2 separate regions of the Anas platyrhynchos genome follow, and region 2 is linked to region 1. The links are chromatin contacts, called in public Hi-C maps. All regions are on one chromosome and are shown on one strand. Each heading gives the region's core, a stretch centred on a gene start, on an enhancer-like site or on the middle of the called end of the contact. The rest is flanking DNA. Distances are from core to core; before and after follow the strand shown. Region 1 overlaps GDAP2 (ganglioside induced differentiation associated protein 2). Region 2 holds the start of DUSP12 (dual specificity phosphatase 12).

Region 1 (6,683 bases), core at 674-3,173:
AGTCCTAGTTACCACCTTGTAACACACAGAAAATGGTTAATTCTCCCAGGTGGATTCCACTATAAGGTCTGGAGAGAGTGACTTGGGGTTTCCAGTTGTCCTAGTTGTTTTAAGAGGAAAAGTTAGCATGCGGAGGGACACGTGCTGCAGTTTTATTCAGCTTAGAGGCTGTGTTGTAGAAAGGGCTCACTTCTTCCTTTTATGTTGACTCTGCTGAAACAGATGCTGTAGAAAAGTGATAACCTGGGTTTGGGTATCTACTACACAGCTGTGCAATGGGGTAGAGAGCACAGGCTTACTTGCTGGCAACCATAACAGAATACCTCACTGAACTTTATATCATCAAGGAATATTGTTAGGGCTTCTAGTACTGCCTCCCTGGGCAATTTGGATGACAGGAATTGAATTTCCCAACTTTACTATGACATGGAACAAGACTGTAGGATTCCACTATACCCATTTGCTCCTATATATGCCCATTTACACGCTGTATTGTTTTGCCATCCACCTCTTACCATTTCAACCCTGAAATTTAGGCAACCTCTTTATAATCTGCCTTCTCTCACTGAGCTTTTGACAGCCATTTCCCAAACACTGATCTCTGGATTGATCTAGCTCCTCTACTTTTTAGGGGAGTTTCTGCTAATTTTCATTAAGCACCTACCAGTTTGATGCATGTACTGGATCAACAGAATCTGGCCTGGCTAGAAACTGCATTTTAATATGTCACCTAAAACAGTTCAGTAACAATAATGACTTTTTCAGCCAAGGGCTGGTATGATTCTGAATGGGAAAAAAAGCTCCTAACCAGCTCAGGAGAAAATTTGCAGAGGGAAAGGACTCCATCACCCCTCCCCCCCCAAAATAAAAAGACAGAACGACAGCTTTACCACATCCTCTAACCACTCTCCACTTCGAGACAGAAAGCAGAAGTTACTGCTGTCGAACACACAAAGCTAATGAGACAACTTGACAATTCTTTTCGTTACAGCCTGCCTTCCCACACCACCTCACCCCAGATACCTCTTTGTTCACCGTGTATTTTTTTTCTGTTTTTTTTGCTTACTTTCACAAAGACATCCTTATTCCAAAATTGAGTTAAGAACTCACCATCTGGAACACCTGGCTTCTCAGTAATTCTGATCTGCCGCTCGGGTACTACAGGCTCCCCTTCCGCATTACCAATATCTGCAGGGAGGTAAGGCAAGGATTGTATCTCTTCTTCCAATGATCTTGGAAAATACAGAGGCAGCAACTTCTGGTAAGTGGCCTATAAATAAGAAAAATGCGTGAAGGTCTATCACGCATCCTTGCTCTTCAGATACGTAACACCTACCCTTGTAGCAGGTATCTTCTCTGAGATTTGGAGGCAACGTGCTACTTTCCTTGATGGCTTACATTGGGCTGCTATTTGGCAATAAAAGCAGATAGGCTTTATCAAGGTTAATAATTTTATTTTGGTGCCACATTGGTAAGTAACCCAGAGAAGATTCTGCTTTAAATTTCATGAACTCAGGTGGACTGAAGATACTTCAGCATTATAATGAAGTTACAATACATGTAGATGACAGACTTCAGCAAAGGTTGCTTAGATGAAAATGGATCACTACAAAGACCAACTCAAGTGATCTGACTGGAAAAAAGAATAAACAAGAAACAACCAAGAGAAACCCTCCTCGCATGTAGGAAAACAGTGAAAATCTTTACTAAACATTGTAATACTTCACCACATGTTCCCTCCATCAGACGAGTAGTTTTAGAAACCCTATTAAGTAATTTCATTTTGTCATCCAGATGTGACAGAGTCTGAACAGTGTGGGTATTCTGCACAGGAGCAGCTATTATTAGGTCCAACATCTAAGAGTTGTTGTCCTAGTTTTGGCTAGGATAAAACAATTTTTCTTCCTAGTAGCTGGCATGGTGCCATGTTTTGGATTTAGGATGAGAACGGCATTGATAACACTGATGTTTTAATTGTTGCAGAACAGTGCTTGTACTGAGTTGAGGACTTTTCAGCTCCACCTGCTGCCCTGCCAGTGAGGAGGCTGGGGGTGCACAAGGAGCTGGAAGGGGACAGCTGACCTCAAATGGCCAATGGGATATCCCTTAGCAGGGGGCATTGTGCTCAACAATAAAACTGAGAGGAGTTGGCTGGGGGAGTAGGGCTGCTGCTCGGGGTCTGGCTGGGCATCGATCAACTAGTGTTGAGCAACTGCATTGTGCATCGCTTGGCTTTGTGTATTTTTATCATCGTTTTCTCTTTCTTTTCTGTCCTGTTAAGCTGTATGCATCTCAACACATGAGATTTTACCTTTCTCCCCTCCATCCCTCCCATGCCACTGGAGGCATGGGAGGAGTGAGTGAATGGCTGTGTGGCACTTAGTTGCCTGCTGGATTAAGCCACAACAGTCCTTTACATGGGTCATGTGTACACCTTGAGCACAGTGTTCAGTGCCATTAATCAGCAACTGTTAAACTGGTACAGTGCTCATAACAATTGTGTTTCAACATGCTCTGGGCAGATCTGTCTTTATCTCAACCCTTTGTGCCCCATATTGGGTGCCAAAAGGACTGTTGTGCTTTTACCTGACAGGCAGTTAAGCACCACACAGATGTCTGCTCACTCCCCCTCCGTGGAATGGGGGAGAGAATCAGGAAAAAAATAAAAATGAAAGAAGTAAAAAATCAAGGGTTGAGATAAAGACAGTGCAACTGAAAAGTCCTTGACTCGGTGCAAGCACTGCTCTGCAACAACTAGAATACAGGTGCATTATCAGCATTATTCCCACCCTGAATCCAAAACACAGAACCGTAACAGTTACTAGGAAGAAAATTAACTCTATTCCAGCCAAAAACAGGACTGAAACTGTCAGCACTTATCTGAAAACAGATCATTAAACATCAAGCTTGTTACTTCAGCAATGTTTAAGGTCTTTATATATGAATGGAAATCAGGACAATCTTTTAAAAGCAGAAGACCAAACCTTGTATAAAGAGCAAGTCTTGCCTGAGAAATTTGTGTCTATCTGGTAGAATGCATCCAGCACAACTGCATGCTCTAACCTCTAATACTGACTCCTGCTTATGGCTCAGGAACATGGAAGCCAGAAATGGAAAGGCTGTAAACAAATCTATGGTGACTGCTCAAAGTGTGCTGGGAAAAAGCACTGGAAAAGATACTGTGCTGATAAGAGACAGAAATAAGCTGTGCAACCGAAAGTCTAAGTGAGACAGGATGATTTGTTAGAGAGGATCTGAGTCCCAGTCTACAGTGCAGGGGTTAATACTGCTGCTGAGATCAAACACATCCATGAATTTTGATGAAGGAACATCAAAGAGATACCTCTTCGAGCTCAGAGACTGCAAACACAACCTTCTCCAGAGTCTCCCCGTGAATCTCCAGGAACCTTCGAACTGTGCCTGCAAAGAAGAAGAGTAAATGTAAGTTAGCAAAATAGGAGAAGAAATTTACACATGGCTACAAGCACAGAAATCAACTGAATGCAGAACAGAGAAAGACATCTCTCTCCTTGCACCAAATAGCTCCACAGGCAGTACACAAGCATGGATTAAGTGGTGGTTTAACATGAAATGGGTTTTGGGGCATACTGGAAATTCCATCTCCATTCTCTCCTGCTTCTCTCTTTACAGATGGGTAAAAAATGAAAAAGTCTCTCTGGGATTTTAGCTTACTAGGCACACCTCAATTTATAGAATGTGATCTTAGTGCCCTGTGGAAAAAAAACAAGCAAAAGCCCTCCTTTACCAAGTCTCTGCAAGTTGTCAAAAATGGATTATTCCTAGAACAAGTCGCAAGCCACACAAAAACTCAGGGGTCAGCTATGCAAAAGCAGCATATAGAAATCATAAATGTAAGTCATGAGAGAATTTATTCCCTCTACTAATTCTTGGACTTACATTGCAGCTAAAGGCCCTCATCTGTAATCTTGACAGATGTCAGGATCTTCACGTGCTTTTCTATCAAGATTACTAAGAGAGAAAATGTCCTAACAAATACATTGGCCTAGCAACATTTTTATCAGGTAGCATATAGCCCTACACAGACAACAACAAAGCAATAAAGGAAAGAAGTAACAACGGGTCAGTAGAAAAAAAATCTCTTCTCAAAAACTTCCTGTACAGAAATTCACGCGTAACTGGGTTGACCCACAACACTACTTTACAGGACAAACACAGTTCTGCAGTTTCACAGCAAGTATTTTCCTGAACCTGTGTGAGCAGATATTTTCTGAAGTCTTACTCAGGCAGGTGGCAGAGAAACCAGAGAAACAGACAGATAGGTTTCTTCGAGTGCCAGCACCTCTGCTAAGCAAAGGGTGAGATTTCTCCAGTCAGCTTGCACAGCAAGAGGAAAAGCCTATCATCCCACCTGCAACAACTTCCCTATTGTGTGGGAGTACCATACAGGAAGGTCCAGGAAATGGGTGGTGGTGGAAAGCAGACACGAAGAGAAGGACAATGGGAATGAAAAGTTAAAAGAGGAAAAGGAAAAAAACAAACAAGGCAAATACACTTTAAGTTTGGCTATGCTGACAACACTGAAATAGCAGCTGAAATTCATTCTGTTGCTTGAGGTCCACCTACAGTTATTCACAATTAAGGCCTCATCCTTGTTATCCCAAACATTTTTCTATTATCAGCAAACTCTCACCTCACTCTTCAGCATCTTTTTCCAGGTCATTAAACAAAAAGTATCAAACACTAGGTTCCAACATAGCATCCAACCCATGGATGCTTCCTGATGACCTCTCGGAAAAAGGTCTTTTGTTTTTATCCTCCATTTCCCATTCATCCATGCAAAGCCTGCCTCTTTACGCCTCCTGCAACACATTACAGCCCCCTAAAAAAAAGTTTCCCCATATCAGTAGCAGTCTGCCAGAGGTAAGCAATCTGTTGAATACTGCCATTCAATTTACTGCACTTTCCAACATAAACTTACGCAGTGCTATGTGGGTTGCATCCTCCAAGGGGTAGCATCTTTTCAGAGAGTTAATGACACAAAATCCTACAGAGCACATTGCCTGTTCCCTGAAATCCAGAAACAGAGAAGTAAATGAACAGAAGTAAATGAACAGAAACATAACTTGAGGTCAGGTGGGAGCAAACTTTTGCCAGTACAGTAGGTAACACCAGTACTTTTCTCCTGTTTCTGTGTAGTAATAACCCTCTTTCAGGTTTGTGCAGAAGGATGCTTTCCTGGCAAGATGCATTAATAAGCAGGGAAGGAAAAAACCATTCATGATTCCATGTTGTTTTTCTTTCTTGTGTTTGTTCTCAGGTTTCTCTTTCTACCTCTACTACCTTCTTTCTTCAATTTCTCATATCCTGAATGAAGTTCTTACCTCCAGCTCCCTGTAATCCTTTCAAAATACTTTCCTTCCTGTATAGGATTCACAACAAGGGAAAGGAGGGGAAGAAAAGGTGCTCTTTATTGTAAGTAGTATGTTCCTCCACTTGTTCTGCCATTTGTTATGTCAGTGGTCCAGACACTGACTGAAATGGCTTACTTGATCCTATATACGATTAGACAACCACTGGCAAGGAATGATATAAAGCTAAACAGCAAGAACAGAAGCATGCCACATTATTAGAAAAGTAAAGGTGGTGCCAATAGTCAGAGGAGTTTGAACAAGCTCAGAGCTTGTAATTTCAGACAGTCATTTCACAGGTGTCAAAAATCACTCTAGAGAACAGGAGGACTAAAAGCCACTCAGAAATCAGCAAGCAGAATTATCAACATTTTTTTCATTATTAGAGGTTTCAAACCAGACCTGGCTTTGCTTGCTACATCTGAGGCAGAAAAAAACAAACAAACAAAAAACCACCCAAGAACTGGTTTATACTAGAAGACTTAACTATAATCTGGATTGTGAAACAGTTACTACTGCACTACACCACAGAAATCAGACTTGGAAGAATTATCTTCCCTACCCTGTGTACTTGTGAAGTAAATTTTCTGACACTGTTCTGGTTCAACTATTTTTTGCCGACTACAATTACAACAGCCCTCATGGGAGAACAGAATTCAGGAAAGAACACAGAAAAACAGAAACCATAAAGATGAAAAAAAATGTTAGCTAAGAGGAAGTAGAAGACACTACGGATGAAAGAGGAAAAACTACAGACCCATCTGCAGTAACTGTTGGTTTAGAAATAACCTTGCACCCTGACTCAGAATTGTGGCTACTGTATGAGGGCTGAGAGGTCAATTGCATGAACTGATGTAGCAGTCTGATCTGACTGGGTATGTCCATGTGGCTGCACAGAGACACCTGAAACTGCTGCTTGACCAAGCTCTTTTAAAGATTTTTGCAGCATGGAGTCTGGCAGAATTATTAACGATGCTTCTGAGCATGTCTGAACGCTGCACAGCTCTAGCTACGCTGTTCCAGGCCTTGAACCTGCTCAGCTCTCTCACCATATTTTATTTAAACTGCAACACAGGTCAGAAGATGTGAGGTATACCGTAAACACAGCAACACTCTTATGTTCTGATCCAAATCCAATAGATGCGAGATGATATTCACGGCCATTTGGCCTCCTGTAGGAGAAGGGATGTGCCATGCAAGCCTTATGTAAGGAGCTGGCTGCTTACTTTGCGAGCTGCAGGACGTTGCGGTAGCAGCTGTACAGAGAACTCTCAGCTGCTGTGCGATACCGGC
Region 2 (7,695 bases), core at 4,140-6,639, 43 kb before region 1:
TCGGTATCGAATTGTGGTAGTTGTGGCTCTCTCCAAGAAAGGACCGACTAGAAGATGAGCATGTACAAGTAGCCAGTATGCTTTTGTACACTGGAGAAACAGAGTTTTATTTTCCTACCTAATACAGATGGGACTGTTGGACTGAGCATCAGCTAAAGTCAAAGCCATAGCTGCTCGGTTTCCAGCAGATTTTCACCTTTTGCATCCCACTCACCCCATAAAAATTCACAACACTCAGCTGCTTTAGTTTGTGAAGCGTGGCACTGCTGCTTCGTCCTACAGGCCGTAACGGGCTGTGGCGATTCCACGCGTGGACCAGGAACGCAGTCCTTCCTAGGTGGTGCTCTCTACCAACACTTGCCTCCAGTGCAGTGTCCGGGTCGCTTTTAGGCAAAGCAAAGCATGTGCTTAACCTTCCCGCCCCACCTCTGCCTCCTTGGCCTGTTTGGCAGTGGCACAGGTCCTCGGTTTGTGCGTAAAAATATGCCGTAATGTAAAGCTGCTGGGGCTAGGGGGGGAGGAGGAGGAAGGGCAACAGTACAGAGTGGATTTACTTCTGCCTTCTTGATTATGATGCAAGAGAAACTGGTGACTTCTGCACCATGCTCTGGAAGCACAGTCAGTCAAGCAGCTGAAACTGCTGTGTCTTGGGCTGGCTTATTGGCAAAACTAGATTTGAGGTGAGGAGTGAGCATAGCACAGCCTTGCTGACAAACTTCAAGTGCCAGCACTGCGAGCGTTGCTGCAGAGAGAGAAAAAGATGCTGTCATCCTCTCCAGTCTTTGGGCTTTTTGGGTCAGACAGCATCTACCGCTTCTTTGTCGTGCAGCACTGCGCCTGGCTGGCATCTGCCGACTTGGTATGGTCACGAAACAGTAACTTGTGGCTGACGCTGGCAGTGGCCTGGTTGTTTAAGCATTCATTCCGCACTGAAGTGTTCTTCCACCAGCTGCCAGCTTTGAATAGTAGTGGTGCAAAGGGATCTTGGCGCTAAGGACCAAACGCTGCCACTCCCATTACGGTATCAGCTCGCCGTTTGCCATGGAAAGCCCAGCCAAAACCTAAATGGATTTCCTATTTTTGGTTCTCCCAAAAGAAACTACTACTACAGCTGATACTCTGGTAGTGAATGGTTAGGTTTACAGTTCACAAAACTTTCAGTGAATGCTGCTTATTTTAACGATGAGCATGTGTGAATGAATAGTCACCACTCAAGCTCTTGCTGGATTCCTCGTTGTTCATACCCTTCAGCACTGTACTATGTAGCATTTCATGCTAGAAAACAGATGTTCTTATCTCTTTAAATAGAGGATGTTATAAACTTTACAGAAGATGTCTAAGATAATGCAGTTCTAATATTTATTGTGCTGTACCTGGCCCTGACGTGTGACCAGTTCAAACAGTTTCATATATATTTTTGTCTTTTTTTTTTTGTTTTGTGTCTCAGTTTTCAGTGTTGAGATTCTGATGTTCACTGTGTACTACAAGTCTTCCCTCCACAGAGGTGGGAGGAACAAAAAGATGGGCAGAACCCAGCCACCTACTTTATCTTGTATATTTCATAATGTATGTTGCTGGAAATTGTGTAAAAAAAGATTAAAAAATTGTTGAAGTCAATGAGAATAAAATGAATTTAATGTAGCTTTAGCTGTCCTGTTTTCTGCTGTCCAACCAAAGCTGTGCCACGGTAGTGCAGCATACTCTAAGCAAAGCTTACAACTTCCTTAAAATCTTACTTTTATCATTTTGAGGTCTCTTTAAACTTGGAACAAACAACTTAGCAGGGACACTTTACCTCAGTTCCCCCACTCCACTACAGTTTACATAATCTCCTCAGACATTATCAGGAAAATGTCATATTGCAGTGTAGGGGCTTTACTGTAACAGAAGCATCACTGTAATCTTGCTGTGACACGTGCTAATGAAGCACCTGGTAATGGTGCCGAGGTTAAGGCACTTCACTAAGCCTTGAAGTATCTCCCTGCCTTGTACATCATGTTGCAGAATACTCCTCTTAAAATCTGAGATGCCCATTTCAGGTAAATTGTTCTGAACTCCTGTATCAGAGTAGTAACACGACTGTCCACACCCTTAAACTAATATGGTAACATTCTTTCTATATAAGGGTTTGAAACTTCCGTAAATAGTATGTTCTCACTCACATTCAGGCATTTCTGTACATCTTTGACACTATGTAACAGCTCTTTAAGGGCCATGCTTTGCTTTTATATATATATATACACACAAATATATACACATGCATACACATCATGTATTAGAGATGCTGAAAGTGAGAATGGAGGAGGTGTTCAAGTAATTCCATCGTATTACAAAGGGGGTGGGAGTCAACCTCAGCTCTGGCAATTGCAGGCTACCCAGCATTTCTGGGGTCATTCAGAAGTCCACCAAGAGCCGCGATGAGTTCAGGTGTTGGCAGTGAGGAGGTTACCAACCGGCAGCGTTCTCACTTCATCCACTCGACTCTTGTGAATCTGGAAGGCAGGAGTCACCCAGCGGCCACAAGAGCACTGCTCACCCCGCCAGCTAAAGGAGCCCAGCTTCGACGTGCATTTGGGACACAGAAGCTGCAAGAACAACAAATGACCCCGTTACAAGCTGCGTTCAGATGTAATTCCACGTGAAATGTAATTCTGCGGTACATTAAGTTACGGCAACCTGCACTAAGCCAGCTCCTGCCCCTGTAGCTGAAATGATACAGAAAAACAGGCCAAAAAGAGAGCTGAATGGGCTGGTGCTTGCCATGCTCTGGGGTGTAGGAGACAGCTGTGCTGGCAGAAGGGGTGGCGTGGAAATGCAGCTCATCAGACCTGGTGTGGTTCCAGGAGTTAGGCCTCAGCCAGCCTGAGACCACAGCAGGTTTTTAAGTCTCACAAACCCTCGTCCAACACCCTTGCCAGTGTTCTCAGGCCAACAAGATCTCGAGCTCATTTCCTTATAAAAGGATATTTCACATCTGAGAATCCATCAGTAATCTGCAAAATTGATGCAGGAGAGGCTGGGAGACCTAGGACAGTGTGTGGGGGCCTTCACATGAGGGAATAGCAACAGTTTATCTTGGCAAAAAATAATAATAAATAAAAAATAAAGCACATTCACCTGTCCCTCCATGACTCCCAGTAATGCTGGCTCCATCCACTGCACGGGCTCAATGAAGTAAGAGGTGCACTTATCAGGGCCACCACCAGAAAGCTGCGTTGACTCCGTTATTCTCTTGTGAATAAAGGCTGTTGGTCCGTCTCCTTCCACATGGGACAAAATGCTGGAGCTACGGAATAGAGAGCGCCTGTCCTCCATGACGGAAGGGAGGAAAAGCAGAAAAAAAAAGTAAAATGCTTGGTTTTACTGCGGAAACTTAGAGACATAATATATATAGTGTGTGTGGCACACACTATATGGACATTTACACAAGATCTTATCCCTGTTCTAACAATAATGACATACCCACTGATTTACACAGGCTGTTTTCCTCTTGAGATCACTTCAAAATGCTATGTTGTGGGAAATATGAATGGTTCAATACCTGCACTTCCTGCATCTGTAGAGAACCTCTGTGCTCGGCATTTGACACATATTGGTTGGATCAACAGCGAAGACTTCTCGAGGTAAGTCTTGAAGTTCTGCGGAACAGACAAGATTAAGTTGCAAATCAGATCAATAAAGCCATGATACATTACAGTGGGAGAGCACCATGCCTCTGCCCCTATCACTGTATGTAAAAGCTACTTTCTCCACATCAATTCATTCACTCACCCATTCCATTTGCTAAGTTCAAACTAAAACAGCCTCATCCCACCACACCAAAGATTGGGATTCATTTAGTACAACAAAACGGAATCTAGAATTTGGCCTCAGCAAAGGCAAATTATTTGCCTTTTGCTCTGTGCTCTCACTTAAAAGAGAAATAAAAACATAGGAGGAATTGTTAGAGAACAGTTCATCACAGATTTGTTTCTAAGACATGCCTCAAATACCCTTTTTTTCTCCCACTGATGAGCTAGAACTGTGTAAAGACAATATGATGTGAACGTTTGTCTGTGTGACTCAAGGCTCCGCTACTCTGAGGGCAGTACTCACAGTCAACAACAACTGAGCTCAGTCTGTAAAGTGGCATCTCACTGATGTGCTTCTGTGTGCCTTTAAGGATAGATGGATGCATCATGCTCATCCCACCTGAGATGTCTAGCTATGGAAGGACATCCACTGCTTTGCTGTCCATGCAGAGAGACATCAAATAGGCTCTGCAATTAGTGTGTGGTTTTTTTTTTTTTAATGATCTGTGAACCATGGCCCACCACCATAGTCATACGCTACAGAACACAAGACACAGAGATCTTGATGCACAGCTAGTGAAAGACAGTCACAAATCACAGCAGCACAGGTCAGAGACCACAGATGGGGGCACGTGCCTTAAAACTGCTAACGATGATAACTTAAAGCAAGCACACAGCAGAAAGATCCACCTGGATGCCTGATGCTGCCCGTGGGGCAAAAAAACACGGAGCAGAAAAACCGTGTGACTGCCCTTACGCTGTGATCACCCACCCAGGCCTTTGGCAGACTACAGAGGCAAATTTCACCTCAAGCTCGAGTGCCTCCGTCAGGGGCAGCGCTCCCCCAGCCCCTCACTCACCGGGGTACCTCTCCCTGAGCATCTGCAGGCGGTACCGCTTGTACAGGGCGCTGCTGCTGTCCACCGCGCAGCCCATGGCCTCGTACAGCTTCAGCTGCCCCTGGAAGCCCGGGTTCACCCTGCGCTGAGAGAGACAGAGAGAGAAGGGCAGGGGCTGAGGCCGGGTAAGGGAAGGCAGCGCCTCTTCACCCCCTCCTTCAGCCCTGGCACTCACTCGGCATCGGGCTTGGCCGCCCTGACAGCAGCGTACGCCTCCTCCCAGCCCAGCCCCTGCGTCTTCATCAAGTAGGCGGTCACCACGGCCACGCTGCGGCTCACCCCGGCATGGCTGCAAGGGAAAGGCGCAGGATGAGGCGAGCCCGGCCCCGGGGGGCTGCCAGCCGGGTCCCGGTCCCCGTCCCGACCCTCACCAGCGGACGAGGGCAGCCCCGCCGCCCGCCCGCGCCGCGCCGATGAAGGCTGCGCACTCGTCCAGGCGGCTCAGCAGGTCAGCTCCAGGCTCGTCCAGCACACGAACGTGCAGGCTCCGCACCCCCGGCAGCGCCGGCGGCTCCTCGGCGTCCACCGTCAGCACCGCCACCACCCCCGCGGCCGCCAGCGACGCCGGGGACGAGCAGGACGCCGCGCCGCCCACATAAAGCCCCGCCGATACCGGCACCATGCTGCCCGCACCGGGATCCGCCATGGCGCCCGCCCGGTACCGCCCACAAGATGGTGGCGGCCGCCGGCGGCCGCCCACAAAATGGCGGAGGGGGGCGGGATGGAGGCGGTGGCGGGGTCTGTGGGGATCTGTGAGGGGCGGCTGGCAGCGGTCCACCCCCCACCCTTCTTTTCCCCAGCCTGCATTTGTAAGATGTTATAAGGCGAGAAGGAGTAGCTGATACGTGTTCAGTGCTGCCAGCCTTTCAAGTGCTACGATGGGGCTGTGAACATGCCAGCTCTGGAATAACGCAGAATCACAGAATTGTCTAGGTTGGAAGAGACCTCAAGATCATCGAGTCCAACCTCTGAACTAACACTAACAAGTCCTCCACTAAACCATATCCCTAAGCTCTACATCTAAACGTCTTTTAAAGACCTCCAGGGATGGTGACTCCACCACTTCCCTGGGCAGCCTGTTCCAGTGCCTAACAACCCTTTCAGTAAAGAAGTTCTTCCTAACATCCAATCTAAAACTCCTCTGGTACAACTTTAGCCCATTCCCCCTCATCCTGTCACCAGGCACGTGGGAGAACAGACCAACCCCCACCTCTCCACAGCCTCCTTTAATGTACTTAAATTCAGTCACAGAGAAAATTCTAGTCACAGAGAAAACCATGAAAGCATCAAATATAGTGGTCTCACAAATACTCGGAAAGCAAGCATCGTTAATAAAACTCCAGATGCGTTGCTGAAATGATAGGGCCTGAGTGGACAAACGGATTAAAGGTGAGATCAGTCACTGCAGGACAACCTAGCACCTACATTTTTTCAAAGATTTCTGTTATCCTTCTACCTCAATGTAGTCCCTGCGATGTAAACACTACATTCAGTGAGGAAAGGAGGCCTGGAGGAGTATTTATTTGGGAAGCCTCTGGAACCAACTCTGGTATGCAGGTTTGTGTTTGTGAATTGCTGGCTTGGAGATTAAAACAACCCCTAGGGCTGTGAGGGCCCTTCATTCCCTGTCTGTTACCTTTGTAGGATGTTCACGATAAGCAGGCTTCTTTATCTGAGCCGAGTTTTTCTACAGGAAATCAACCACACAGAAAATCTGCGGGGAAACAAAATCAGCTCACTTGTAAAATCTGTTACACAATCACATCCACATAAACGGGAGTAAAATTGACTTACAGAATAAAACTACCAGCAGTTAGCTTTAACTGTTTCTAGACTAATGCTTCTCATTTGGGACTCAAACTATAAGCACCTTTTTACTGTCACAGATTTTGCATTCCTGTAAATATTTTTGTTACACACCTTACGGACTGACTATGCTTCTCACTGTAACCTAAAACTGAGTCCAGACCAAGTAATTCCTCGTGGGCCTTGTGTAAAACCTCTGAGTAGCTTCTTGCCACTAAAAATCAAATGCCTATCCCAGCTTGAAACCTGTCACACTCATCTGTTTTGTGCTGGTTCTCATGCAGCAAGTGGACTTTAAACTGCAAGAGACTTCTATCTAACTCCCGATTTCTGTTCTGATCTCTTAACCAGGCCATGACTTGCATTTGGTGCTGAAATCTGATACTGTGTAGACAGCGGCAACCCTTCTTCCTTGAATCCAAGATTTATTACAAGTTAAGCTATGGAAGATCATGGAGCAATGCAGAAATCTTGGTGCAGCTTTATTTCTGCCCTGCATAGGGTTCAGACCTGTTGTAGGATGAGAGGAGATAGAGCGCTCTTACTCACACAGAGTAAGATGTGCTGTCTTAGCAGGACACCCATGGAAAACATCACCATGCAGCACATCCACAGCCTTGGCTTTTCCTTATCGCAAAAGATCTCGATACTTTACTTCCTCAAACTTTGTCTAAAGTGATCTCTAGCATGTAGCTGCAAGTTTTTCCCAGCATAGGCAGAAAGGCCCATAGGCTGCCTGACAAGTTTCTAAACAGAAGGAAAATGTTGGGTTTCATAAGAAAGAGGTATGGTAATGCTGTTTTCCCAGACTGAGATGTGTAACCTTACCCTACCTCCCCTGTATGAGATAAGAGAGCCTGAAAGCCCCGATTATCTGTCACTGGGAGGATTGTTCTTGCACAGCCCTGGATGAGACAGCTGTAGGCTGAACTGCTACAAAAACAGTCTGCAGGGGCCCCTCAGAGCATTGTAGGATGCCAGCTGGCCACGGAGGGGGGTGAGGCTGGCAGTCACCTCAGACCTGATAAGGTGAGATTAAACCTGGTGGAAAGGGAGATTGTTATCCCCATCCACCAAGAGAGGTGGATGGAGCTGGGGCTTGGAGGGGCAGCTGTCACACTGCAGGACAGGCCACAGCAGAAACCCTGACAGAGATGCTACCCACCCACGTGCTCTTCAAGGACTCCCCGACCCATGCC

The links. Hi-C and Micro-C count contacts between places; a contact is called where the count stands out from the background.
Region 2: a contact with region 1 is called in a Hi-C map of subcutaneous adipose tissue, with 1.6 times the contacts expected there. The contact joins the promoter of DUSP12 here to the enhancer-like site in region 1. A contact is called at or near these places in 2 of 8 Hi-C or Micro-C datasets (skeletal muscle and subcutaneous adipose tissue).

What each region holds. Positions count from the first base shown.
Region 1 is chr1:83,887,176-83,893,858 of IASCAAS_PekinDuck_T2T, reverse strand. GDAP2 (ganglioside induced differentiation associated protein 2) reads right to left here. Exons shown (of 14, transcript XM_072043700.1): 4 at 6,617-6,683; 5 at 4,961-5,049; 6 at 3,344-3,420; 7 at 1,111-1,270. Among named protein-coding and RNA genes, the nearest start is that of GDAP2, 11 kb to the right of the region's middle. Within about 2 kb of position 1,923, at least 1 of the 8 cell types and tissues checked has an H3K27ac peak or open chromatin away from gene starts, as enhancers often do.
Region 2 is chr1:83,932,752-83,940,446 of IASCAAS_PekinDuck_T2T, reverse strand. DUSP12 (dual specificity phosphatase 12) reads right to left here and starts at 5,389. Exons shown (of 6, transcript XM_027449696.3): 1 at 5,062-5,389; 2 at 4,866-4,979; 3 at 4,652-4,770; 4 at 3,542-3,638; 5 at 3,118-3,286; 6 at 2,253-2,585. The coding sequence starts at 5,336. The coding sequence ends at 2,424. ATP6V1A (ATPase H+ transporting V1 subunit A) reads left to right here. Exons shown (of 15, transcript XM_038181052.2): 15 at 1-1,641.